Linked DNA regions of Mus musculus: region 1 is linked to region 2. A link is a contact called in public promoter capture Hi-C data. All regions are on one chromosome and are shown on one strand. Each heading gives the region's core, a stretch centred on a gene start, on an enhancer-like site or on the middle of the called end of the contact. The rest is flanking DNA. Distances are from core to core; before and after follow the strand shown. Region 1 has its middle 72 kb from the start of Gm36784. Region 2 holds the start of Zfp169 (zinc finger protein 169).

Evidence for each region. Promoter capture Hi-C pulls out the DNA fragments that hold promoters and counts their contacts.
Region 1: a contact with region 2 is called in a promoter capture Hi-C map of liver, with 1.9 times the contacts expected there. The contact joins the enhancer-like site here to the promoter of Zfp169 in region 2. A contact is called at or near these places in 6 of 39 promoter capture datasets (the C10 cell line, embryonic stem cells, epiblast stem cells and 3 more), 1 of 15 datasets of contacts at CTCF or cohesin (the NIH/3T3 cell line), 28 of 484 Hi-C or Micro-C datasets (the AML12 cell line, B cells, the BV-2 cell line and 20 more), 1 of 115 datasets of contacts at active chromatin or transcription factors (the 230-238 cell line) and 3 of 9 other capture datasets (embryonic stem cells, embryonic trunk and pancreatic islet).

Annotation. Positions count from the first base shown.
Region 1 is chr13:48,777,453-48,783,606 of GRCm38.p6, reverse strand. No RefSeq gene overlaps it. Among named protein-coding and RNA genes, the nearest start is that of Gm36784, 72 kb to the right of the region's middle. RefSeq lists an enhancer at 2,305-3,983. Within about 2 kb of position 2,781, at least 28 of the 459 cell types and tissues checked have an H3K27ac peak or open chromatin away from gene starts, as enhancers often do. A contact at or near this core is called in liver, where this site is marked.
Region 2 is chr13:48,509,071-48,515,108 of GRCm38.p6, reverse strand. Zfp169 (zinc finger protein 169) reads left to right here and starts at 1,673. Exons shown (of 5, transcript NM_026450.3): 1 at 1,673-1,814. It overlaps A830005F24Rik (RIKEN cDNA A830005F24 gene), which reads right to left and starts at 1,539. Exons shown (of 2, transcript NR_165458.1): 1 at 1,480-1,539; 2 at 270-975.

The DNA.
Region 1 (6,154 bases), core at 1,532-4,031, 270 kb before region 2:
ACACCAGCATCTTCCAGAGGCTTGATCGTCAAGTCCTCCCTTCCACCTTGGTCAGCTGGGCCCTTTCCCTCCCTGATTTTGTGTGGCAAGATTGCATCCTCCAAGAAGCCTTTCCAGGTTCTCCAGGCTGAGCCCTTGGTGTCACAGGGTTGACCTGTTGTTTGGTTGTTAGATTTTCCTAGAAAGCCATGTTCTGTTCCCGACTCCATTGGGGTTTCCTCTGAGGCAGGAACCTCTATCTCCTGGGGCTTTCATTCGCTGGTGCTGGGCAGGAGGTCTGCATCCAATCTCAGAGGCCTACCTGTGTTTGGAAATCCAAGCCCGAGAGGTGGGGTGGGCCCTGCAGTTGGGGAGGGTTCTGAGCTGATTCGTTAAAAGGTTTTATGAAAGCACGCTAAATAGACCGTGCAATTGCGAGAATAAGTTCTTCTCTGGTGGAAATTACTCAGCCATTTGGTTCTTATTTTGGCGAACGTGGTTCGGCCCTTTTGAACGCACTTGATACGCCTCGGCTGCCAGAGCAACAGGAAGATATGCTTTGAATTCCCTGTAAACCCCGTGTAAACACCAGGCTTACGGGTAATTGCAACAGAACCCGGCTCCACCCCGCAGCCTCTGCATGCCACCCCTCCCGACTACTGCCTAGGCCTGCAGCCCGCGGCTCCGCCCCTGGGCTTCAAGGTCTAACACATGCCCAGACAGAGGCTGGGCTCCCAGAAGGGCTTCCTCCTGGCAACAGGGAGCTGGTAGCTTCTTAGCCGGCCGGCCTTGGTGCGCTTCATAGTCACTACATCTCTGGATTCCTGCCCTGGCTTTAGCAGAGAGGCTGTGGCCTCTGGACCGCTCTGCCCTGCCCACTTCCCCCAAGCCTGTGTGTTCTGGCGCCCTGAGCTCACAGGACATCACCAGCTCTGACTTTTGGTGGACGTGGAAGCCTTACAGTGGTCTGGCTTTCAGGGTTGTGGCTCACATCGAATCTGGAGGGGGCCTTCTTGCTTTCTAACCTTCCTGCCTCTTGTCAGGCTCAACTGGAGCATCCCTCAAAGGCCAAGCTGGAGCGCAGCATAGATCTGGGGCTGAGCAGCACTGGCCCCAGCAGCAGTGTGAGAGAGGACTGTAGTTTGGGTCCCAGGCAGCCGCTTAAGTGCTGGGTGGATGTAGCAGCCCACCTGCAAGCCCAGCACTCAGGAGGAAGAGACGGGAGAGCTCAGAAGCGACTAGGCTAAGTTCGCCAAATTCTCAAGCTCTGGGTTCAAGTGAGAGACCCTGCCTTAATATGTAAGGTGGGGGGCAATTGAGTAAGGTATCCAATGACAACCTCTGGACTCCACATACCTACACACACACACACACACACACACACACACACACACACACACACAGAAGAACCCACACATGATCATGCCTCCACACACATGAACCCACACATGATCATGCCTCCACACACATGAGTATACACATGATCATGCACACCCCACACACAAAGAGTGACTGAGAGAGATAAAGAAGAGATGATTATTTGAGAACTCCCTCCTTTCTGATGGGATTGATGCTCTTCTTACGGACTCAGCTCACTGACTTGTCTGTCTCCTGACATTTGAGACTCCAGTGTTTCCACCTCTGGAGGATGAAGCCTTGGGAGCAGAGACCAACCCTTGCAGGCTCAGGTGTTGCTGGTGCCTTCATCCTTACCTCCCAGCCTCCAGAACCATGAGAAACCAATCTCTGATCTTAATAACTGGTCCAGCCTCTGGCATTTTGTTTAGCAACCTTAGTGAGCTAAGCCCCAGATCTTGCCAATGGGCGTGTGGGGCTCCTCCCATTCTGCACTCCGTTTCTTCAAGTCCCTTGGGGACCATGGTCACCTCAGAATCTATTTCTCCCCATGTCTTTGTGGCAAGTCAATGAATCAACCCAGAAAGGGGCTCTGCATACTGTAGTTAGGAACTTCCTTGGACAATGAAAACAGCTGGATCATCTAGAGGCTTCTTTGCTCACACATCTGGCTGGGGTGGGATGACTCCGTATGACTTGGGCTCTGTGGTAGCATGGGTGACCTTCTTTAGGTCGAGGTTCTTATGAGGAAGTTCCAGGCTCTGTGGGAGAACTTCCAGAGAGCCTAGACAAGGTTAGTAGTGTTGCAGCCAGAAAGGCTGTCCTGGAATCACTACCCCAAATTCTTGTTGATCAGACTTCACAAACCCGGACATATTCCAGCGGAGGCATGTGGACCCCACTTCCCTACTTCTTGATGGAAGACATGTCAAAAGTTGCAGCCAAATGTCCTTCTCACCAACACAAATAACAAGAATACTGTGACCTTTCCCAGGGTCTGGCCTGGGCTTCATCCTGGCCTGTGCCTTGAACCCTGCTTGTGTATGAATTGGACGCTGCTATCCTGAGGTTCTTTTGAGGAAGCAGGCATATAGCGCGGGTAGTATTTGGCCCCCGTGACTCCTGGAGGTCCAGAAGACCTTATCCTTTGACAACAACTGCACATTACATTCACATGACTTCATTCTTCCACGACTGCTCACTGTGTACCCATCCTGGTGGCCAGGCTGCATAAGGCTTCTGTTTCCTGGAGCTCATGGGAGACTTGAGAGAAAGCAACTGGGACACACCAGTTCCAGGGAGGCAGCATGGGAGCTGCATGGAGAAGGGAGCTTCAGAAAGGACTCGCTAGTTATCTGACACCAGGTGGGGAGCAGGCTCAGACTTGCAGATGGACCTTTCAGCAGACAGAAGTGACTAGAGAACATGAAAAGGTCCTGGGGTACAAAGGTCCTAGGGTGCCACTAAGCTGGAAGGATCTGTGAGCCAAACCAATGAAGTCAAGAGAGGTGTGAGTAGCCATGTTGCCTGGGGCCATCTTGCAGGTTCTTTGGGTCCTGGGAGAAATGAGAGGGTTGATGGGGACACTCACTTGAGGCCTCTTAAAAGGTAGCCTGTGCCCTTTCTTTCTACCCCAGGCTGCAGGCTGAGATCTACCAGGAGCCCTGGCCTCCACAGGGATATTTGTTCAGGCCAGTCAGTGCCAAGGCCTGCCTCAGATCCCTGCCCCCACCCCCTCGTCCCACCTCTGCCTGGGTGCTGGTGGCTGTCAGGCAAGGCAGGCGGCAGATCAAACGCCCCCGCCCCCCCAGGGCCTGGCCTTGCCCATCAGGAAAACATCACGTGGCACTGGAATGAGGTGATTTCGAGCAGCCGATGTGAGGAAATGGGTATTTATGTAGCTGCGGGCATGGTTTTTATTTTCCCTAATTTTCAGATTACTTTCGATTAGGCCTCTTCGGAGTAGAAAAGGCTTGAAGTGAAATCGATCCTGCCTAAATCATTATGGCCAGCTCAGCCCCGGGCTGCCTCTGTAGACAATTACCCCGGACCCTGGGGTTAGGGGGCAGACTCCAGGCAGGGGACACTTCCCGGGGCTCACCCAGACTTGAGCTGGCCCAGGGCCGTTGTGCCTTGTGGCACACAACAGCCATTGATTCCCAGTCTCTGGCCAGAGGGGTGGGAGGGAGCCGAGCAAGGACTAATTCCCATCACCATCTGGACTCTATCTCTGCTCCCACCCCTAAACCAGGACAGGGAGGGGGCTGGGAGAGGGAGAAGGGGGAAAAATGCCCAGGCCAAATTCAAATGCTTTCATGAATTTTGCAGTAGAAATGTTTTGACGTGAATATTTTTGTCAGTCTCTAGAGTTTGCCAAAAGAAACTCAACTCCCAACCACAGCTCGAATGTAGTCTGCAGTTGGCTCTGTAGCCACTGCAGGACAGGCAGTGGGCCCCAGCACCTGCAAGGCTAGCTCACAGGGGTGGCATGTGAGAGGTTCAGGGGTCCCAGTGATACACCCGGAAGACCCCATGGGGCACTTTGCCTCCAAGAGGAACCCTCAGACATCTGAGGGGTGGATACATAAAACTTGGGAAATTCCTGGGAAATTCCTCTGACAGCAGGAATTTGCTTCTGGAAACTTGGACCAAAAAAAAACCCTTTTTCTTTCTTCTTCTTCTTCTTCTTCTTCTTCTTCTTCTTCTTCTTCTTCTTCTTCTTCTTCTTCTTCTTCTTCTTCTTCTTCTTCTTCTTCTTCTTCTCCTTCTCCTTCTCCTTCTCCTTCTCCTTCTCCTTCTCCTTCTCCTTCTCCTTCTCCTTCTCCTTCTCCTTCTCCTTCTTTTTCTCCTTCTCCTTCTCCTTCTCCTTCTCCTCCTTCTCCTCCTCCTCCTCCTCCTCCTTCTCCTCCTCCTCCTCCTCCTCTCTTCCTCCTCCCTCTCCTCCCTCCTCCTTCTTCCTCCTTCCTTCTCTTCCTCCTCCTTCCTCCGCTTCCTCCTCCTCTTCCTCCTCTTCCTCCTCTTACCTTCCTCCTTTTCCTTCCTCCTCCTCTTCCTCTTCTTCTTCCCCCTTCCTCTTCTTCCTCCCTCTCCTCCCTCCTCCTCCTTCTTCCTTCCTTCTCTTCCTCCTCTTCCCTTCTTCCTCTTCCCTTCTTCCTCTTCCTTCCTCCTCCTTCCTCCTCTTCTTCCCCCTTCTTCTTCTTCGTCCTCCTTCCTCCTCCTCTACCACCTCATCATCATCTTTCTCACCCTCACAGGGTCTTACGTAGCTGAGTCCCTCAGAGTCAGAATGACTTTGAACATATGACTCTCCTGCCTCCACCTGCTGAGCATTCAGATTACAGCCATGCCTGATTTACTGTGTGCGGGGGACAGAACCCATAGCTCCATGCATGTTAGGCAAGAACTCTACCAAACAACTTACATTCCCAGCCTATTTATGCTTTTCTTTGTAAAAACATACATTTTTATTTATTCATTGAGTATTTCACACACATATAGAGTGAAGCTGGATCGTAACCACCCTAACTAAACCTTCCCCCTCCAACTTCCTTCTTTGTGTCCATAACTATTTATTATTATAATTGTAATTGTTATTGGTATTATTTTTAAATCACTGAATGATTTGTGCCATCCATACGCTCATGGGCACCTGGTCGCACACAGGGGCATGGGAACCTACCAGTGGCCACGTCCTTAGAGAGAGTCTCCTTCTTCAGTGACCATCAACTGCCATCAGCTCCTTATGGAGGGAGGGAGCCTTGGGGACCCCTCCCACACCATGCTGAAATTTGTTTCTGGTTGATCTTACATCTTGAGGGGGTAACCCTTACTGCTTTGAGATCACGTGAACCACAGCTGTGTCACTCGCCCCTCCCCATCCTCCAGATCTTGCATCCTCTCCACCCCCTCTTCCTCAATGTTCCCTGGGGAGGTGGCTGCTACAGATAGCTCACTGCAGTTAAGCACTCACTGTCAGTTATTCTCAGCCCTTAACAGTCATGAGTTAACCCCTCCCCGTTGCAGCCACCAACTTCTCCGAGCAAAGTTGATGACAACATAGATCTGGCAGCTTGGCCAATGGAAATGCACCCTTCCTCATTGTTTCCCAATGAGTCTGAATAGCCAAAAAGACTCTAAGTGTATGTAACATTTCCTTTCTCTCTCTCGTTCAATCAGCAGGGACTCAGATGAGACCTTGTTACTATTCTCAGTGACAGACTAGGTGGGCAGAGATGATGTGCCCTTTCTGGGTGTAGTGGTTGACTGTGATGAGAAAGCCTCTCTAAACTGGAGACAAGGTGCAAACTGCAGTGGGTGCTTGTAATCACAGAGACCTCTCCCGGCTCCCCAAGACACAAGAGAACAGAAAGGTGGGCAAGCACTCTGGTCATGGCCTGTGACTCGATGAGCCTACAGGATGCTTTTGTCAACCAGCTGCAGCTGACTGCTCAGAGCCTATGTTGTCCATAAAGGCTCTCCACTCAGAAACGGGCTTTTCCTCTTGTGAAGGGCTAGGTAAATCACCTTGTACTGAAACCGGTTCACCACTAGTCACCTAAACTTACCTAACGTCATTCCCTTCCTTTATTTTTTTCAATTGTGACAAAAATATGTACAACATAAATTTATTGGTTTTTTTTTCTTTTTTTCTTGTCTTAGTTTATAGAGTTTTTCTACATAGCCCTGGCTGTCTTAGAACTCACTCATTAGACCAGGCTGGCCTCGAACTGAGATATCTGCCTGCCTCTGCCTCCTGGGTGCTGGGATTAAAACCAGTTAAGAATACTGGCTGCTCTTCCAAAGGTCTTGAGTTCAATTC
Region 2 (6,038 bases), core at 424-2,923:
TTTATAAGTATTAATGTGTTTTGCCTGCAGGTAAGTGCACTGTGTGCATGCAGTTGTCTGTAGAGACCAGAAGAGGGCATCTGATCCTTGGAAGTGGAATTCTAAGCAGTTGTGAGCCATCTTATAGATGCTGGGAACTGAACCTGGGTCCTCTGCAAGATTCCCAAGTGCTCTTAACACTCGGTAGCCACCTCTCCAGCGCCTCTCCTTATTTCCTAGTATTATTCTTACTGATTTTATTTTTTCTTTATCTGAACAATATAGACCCATTTTACTGGCATGACATCTTTTAATTGAAAACTTGACATTCCATGTTTTTTGCCTTATCAAGTGTGGCGTGTATCCTAAGTATGCTCAAACTTAAAAAAAAATAAAATGAAGTTACTTGTAAACAATTTGATCTTTTCTAGGCTTAGTTTTGCATTTTCCTAGGTGAAACAAGAAAGGCTCGGGGGCCCCATCTTGTCTTCCTATCAAGATGAAACCATTTCCAGGTATTATGTACAACTCTGAAGGCTTTATGGCCTCATAGGAAGAGGTGTTGTTCCTCACCCCCTTTATTCCCACTGACATTTTTCCCGGGACTTTTCCCTGGGATGGCACAGCTGTGTGTCGCGTGCTGTCAGTGTTCGGTGAACGCCCGAGGAAGGAGCCACTGAACCTCTGTGGATTTCTCTGGTCCTTCGTACTGTCCTTTGAACTGAAGCTGCCTTGGTTTCCCCAGGGCCCCGGCTTCGTCTCAGGTTGACCTCCAGGTCTTGCTCGGGTCTCCCTTCTCTGTTCTGTGCCAGAACGGTTTCTCACCAGGGGAGTTCGCTGCTCACTTCGTTTATTGTCCACATCACTGATATTCCTCCATTGTTTCTGTGTGCAGTGCTTCCCCATCGGTTTCTTAGTCCATGTTGTCCTTTTAAAGCTTGTTTTATGTGGAAGACTGAATCTGGTCCCTGTTGACTTCTGCTGTTTGCCACCTCACTTTAAGAAGCAAATGGGAAATAATTTGAAAATACTGCTCACGTCAAATACTAGAAATACAATTGAAAATTCAAATTCAATTAAATTGAGTTCCGCTCAAATTCCTAGTCTTTTCGCAAAGATTTTTGTCTTTCTGTTACAACCAAGAAGTGTTTTTTTGTATGAGCAAAATAGTTTAAAACATTACACTATGAATATCTTCAAACTTAGTTTGCCCTTGTCTTTTTGTAATCATTTTTTAAAAAAAGTATTATTTTCAAGAAACAACACCCACAGTATCCACACATGCTGCAGTTTAAAACACACGACTCACAGGCACGTAAAAAAGAAAAAAAACAAAACAAACAAACAAACAAAAAACCAACCAAGATTGAATTGGCAGGAGGAAGGCATCTAGATAGCACATCTTTTTTAAAAGAATTGATTAATGAGCTTCCTTAGAAGTACGCAAAGATTACTTCGGTTTGGCTTTTCTGCTTTTTTTCTGTTTCTCTAAGATCTTACCCTGTTGTCTTGCAGTCAATGAAAGAGTCCGGCAGTGCTAGGGAGCCCCTCCTATAGTCTGAAGCTTCGGGTTGCAGCCAAGTCAGCATGGGGTGTCCTGCAGTACGCGGCATTCTGGGTATTGTAGTTCCCCCATCTCTAGCGCTGCGTGGGTAGTGAAGTGCGCGCGCGTCACCCCGGTCGGTGTACTTCCGCATCCTGCAGTCGTCACCTGTGCCTGTGGACGATTCTACTGCGGTTCTGGTGAGCGAAAGTGCAGACGTCCTCGGCTCTTGCAGATCCCTCCAGGCGGGGAAGAGTCCGGAGAGCTGGCGTGGGCCACCCACAAGGTTCAGGTGTCTGCCGCTGCTCCATCCTCGATGCGTGGAGTCTTTGGGAGTGGAATCAGCTTCTCTGCCCATCCCGGAGGAGGGTCTCGGTGAAGACCCTGGGATGGGGAGGGGGCCATGTGAGAACGGGGTTAGGGGTCCACTATCTTGTCCTAAACAAGCTACAGGTCAGTCTGGCCTGCTTCCCAGGCTATGACGCTGTAGGTGTGTCCCCTGTGTTAGTGCCAGGTCAGGGAGATTGGACCTGGGGCATCTAGATGTCACCTTTCCACCCCCGCTCTCTGTTGAGGTTTGTGAGGGATCAGAGCCATCCTCCACAGGAACAAATGTCTGAATTGGTGAGGACAGAAGTCTTGGGGAGCTGCACTCATCATGAATTTGGAAATACAGCTTGGTCGCTTGCCTTGCGGGGAAAACATACAGAATTGCCTGGCTGAATGCAACGGCAAAGACCAAGAGACTAGAGCTAGTCTTGAAGTTTGGAGTCTTGGTGTGTGACAAGGCTTGTGTGTGTGGTGTGTATGTGTGTGCGCGTGCGTGCCTGTGTGTATATGTGTGTAGGGGGGAGTGGGGGTGGCCTTTTTACACATTGTGGGCTAATGACCTTGTGTGGCTCCCTTGAGCTCTGGGATCTTCCAAGAGCCTGGAGTGATGTAATGGGAAGAGACATTTCCCCCATGACCCAGGGCTTGTTGGCTCCCTGAATTTCTGGCGGTGTAGCCTGGTTTCTCCTTTTCTCTTTAGTTCTCTGATCTATATATACAACTCATTTTGATTATATTCACCACTGAAAATTCTGTCCCCAGTCCACCTATCTTTGTGACCTATCTTTCTTTTTTGTTTCAAAACCCTTTAAGACTAACTTATGCTGAATTCAATATTCTTGAATATTTCATTGGATTGTTATTGGCTTACCTCGGGCTATATACTCTTAGAGAAACCCTTCTCCTCCTCTCCCAGCAGCTAGTAATTGCCGTAGCTTGGTACTAGGTATTTGGTGCCGAACTCTTGTCTCTGTGCTGAGATTTGTTCTGGTTTGGGCTTGCACGGGTCTTGTGCATGGTGTTGTAACTGCAGTGAGCTTGTATGTACAGTTGCCCTATTGTCTGTACTGGCTGGTTTTGTGTGTCAACTTGACACAGGCTGGAGTTATCACAGAGAAAGACGCTTCAGTTGGGAAGTGCCTTCATGAGATCCAGCTGTGGGGCATTTTTTTGGTTGATGATCAAGGGGGGAGGGCCTATTGTGGGTGGTGCCATCTCTGGGCTGGTAGTCTTGGGTTCTAGAAGAGAGCAAGTTGAGCAAGCCAGGGGAAGCAAGCCAGTAAGAAACATCCCTCCATGGCCTCTGCATCAGCTCCTGCTTCCTGATCTGCTTGAGTTCCAGTCCTGACTTCCTTTGGTGATGAACAGCAATGTGGAAAGTGTAAGCTGAATAAACCCTTTCCTCTCCAACTTGCTTATTGGTCATATTTGTGCAGGAATACAAACCCTGACTAAGACACATTGGTACCAGGAATGGGGTATTCTTGTGACAACCTGATGATGTTTTGGGGAGGACTGTGGAAGGACTTTGGAACTTTGGGCTAGAAGATCCATTCGGTATTAAGAGCTCTGTGGGATGTTGTATAGGAGCTTGGAAGATAATGTTGAGAACAGTGCACAAGATGGAGGCCTGGCTTGTGAAATTTCAGAGGGAAGACTAAAGACTCTTATCAGTGCCGCTGCTATTTTTATTGTGAAGATTCTGTGGTTTTGGTTAGCTGGGGCTGAAGAATCTGCTGTAAATAACAAGATACCAGAACTACTAAAGTGAAAACTTTGCATTACTGGGACTATTGATGCTGGTGAGCTGGAGCTAAGAAATTGAGATGGCTCAGGGGGTAAGAGCACTGACTGCTCTTCTGAGTTCAAATCCCAGCAACCACATGGTGGCTTACAACCACCCGCAATGAGATCTGACACCGTCTTCTGGTGTGTCTGAAGACAGCTACAGTGTACTTATTTATAATAATAAATAAATCTTTGGCCAGATCGAGTGGGCTTGACCTGAGTGAGCAGAAATCTTAAATTCAATTCCCAATAACCAGATGAAGGCTCACAACTATCTGTACAGCTACAGTGTGTACTCATACACATAAAATAAATAAATAAATCTTAAAAAAAAAAAGAAAGAGAAAAAGAAGTTAGTGGTGATAAGAAGAGACCAGCATCACTGAGGTGAAATCTTCTGGGAAGTGTTTTCTGAGAGCACAGAGGCTGTGTTCGAGAGATAGCCAAGGTTGTACCTTGTGCTGTGGCTGGACTTTGTAATGTGTAAGAGTCACTCAGGTTTTGAAGGCATGAAGGGGTCATGAAGAGCAGCTGAGGCTCTACACTGTGAGAGACCATAGAAGGCCATTGGTGAAGGTGCAGCCTCAGTTGCAATTGATGGCCCAGGACTGAAGGGGTCATGCAAAGAAGTTGAGGCTTGGCACCATGAAGAGAGCCTATGAGAGGCTATTGGTGAAGCCTAGTTACAGTGGGAGATAGCAGTGTTTTGGAGATGTCAGTACCATGAGATGACCATTGAGAACAGCAGCAGCAGTGCAGTACAGGCAGCTGGAGCTTAGAAGACAAGGAGTCTGCTACAAAGGGCAGAACTGGACAAGTGACCCAAGCCCTTGGAGGAGCCCAGAACATCATGAGTTGGATCCCAGACATTGGATGGTTGGAATTTGATTTTGCTTTTGATTGTGACTGTGCCCTGATATTTTTCCTTCTTGAAGTAGTTATTTTAGTGGAGCCCACAGTTAAGAGACTTTGAATTTTAAAAGACTTTGAATTTTAAAAGATATTGGATATTTTAAAGGGATTGAACTTTTAATATGCAAAGACTGTGGGGCTTTTAATGTTATTTAGATCTTGGGGATGAATAAGAAATTAAGGGTTGAGGCTTAATAGTGATGTGTTTGTGTGTCAAGTTGACAAGGGGTCAATTGTACTGACTTGACAGTTTTGTGTGTCAACTTGACACAGCTGGAGTTATCACAGAGAAAGGAGCTTCAGTTGGGGAAGTGCCTCCATGAGATCCAGCTGTGGGGCATTTTTTTGGTTGATGATCAAGGGACCCATTGTGGGTGGTGCCATCTCTGGGCTGGTAGTCTTGGGTTCTATAAGAAAGCGAGCTGAGCAAGCCAGTAAGGAACATCCCTCCATGGCCTCTGCATCAGCTCCTGCTTCCTGACCTGCTTGAGTTCCAGTCCTGACTTCCTTTGGAGATGAACAGCAATGTGCAAAGTGTGAGCTGAATAAACCCTTTCCTCCCCAACTTGCTTCTTGGTTATGATGTTTGTGCAGGAATAGAAACCTAACTAAGATATGGTCTGAAGATGTTGTTTCCTTGGAGTAATCCACCACCTCTGGCTCTTACAACCTCTTTGCTACCTGAGCCTTGGCTGGGGTTTTGTGGTATATATGTTTTTGTTATGGCTGAGATGTCTGCAGTTTTTTGTTTTCTACACCTTGGCCAGCTGTGGGTCTCTGTGTTTAATCATCATCTATGCAAAATGGAAGTGTCATAAATGAGGATGGAGAGAGATGCATTAACTATGGGTAACCCAAGAAATCATTACAGATTGGCTTAATACTATATCCATTTATCCGTGTAGTGGTAGTAGGTTCTTTTCCAGGAGCTATTGCATGTCTAGATAGGTTCTGACCTATCTGCATATCTTGCCAGGCTAGTCATTATTATAGTTTGCAGGGCTCATAGCCAGGTCCAATTGGTGATTTTTTTTTTTTTTTTACCCTGGTAGCAAGCACAGCACCTTTTAGCAGTTGGAAGCTAGCCAGAAGTGACGAAGCTTCCAAGCCAGTACCAGCTTGATCCCCTCATGTCCTTTGGCTCAAATATGTGGTGTCTTCAGCAAATAGGGTCTTACTATCAAGTTTTGGAGAGTAACAAGAGCATGGACAATAGCTTGTAATGTTTGGGGCGGATCTTCTGGGCCTCGGTGGCCAACAACTCCAAAAGAGGTAAACCCGTTCCTAGCAATGGACTTTTAAATTATTAGTCTCTGGTGTCTAGTGTGTGGGGGTGTTATTGTTACAGGGTAACTGCATTTTAACCCCCCTCTCTTTCTGTGTATGTTGGGGCTTCTATGGTAGTAGGTTTCCACATATCCTTTTCAGAAAGGTCTTTAGTGTTATGTATCCCTCTCTCAGGACTTAGAATTTTGAACTTTACCGT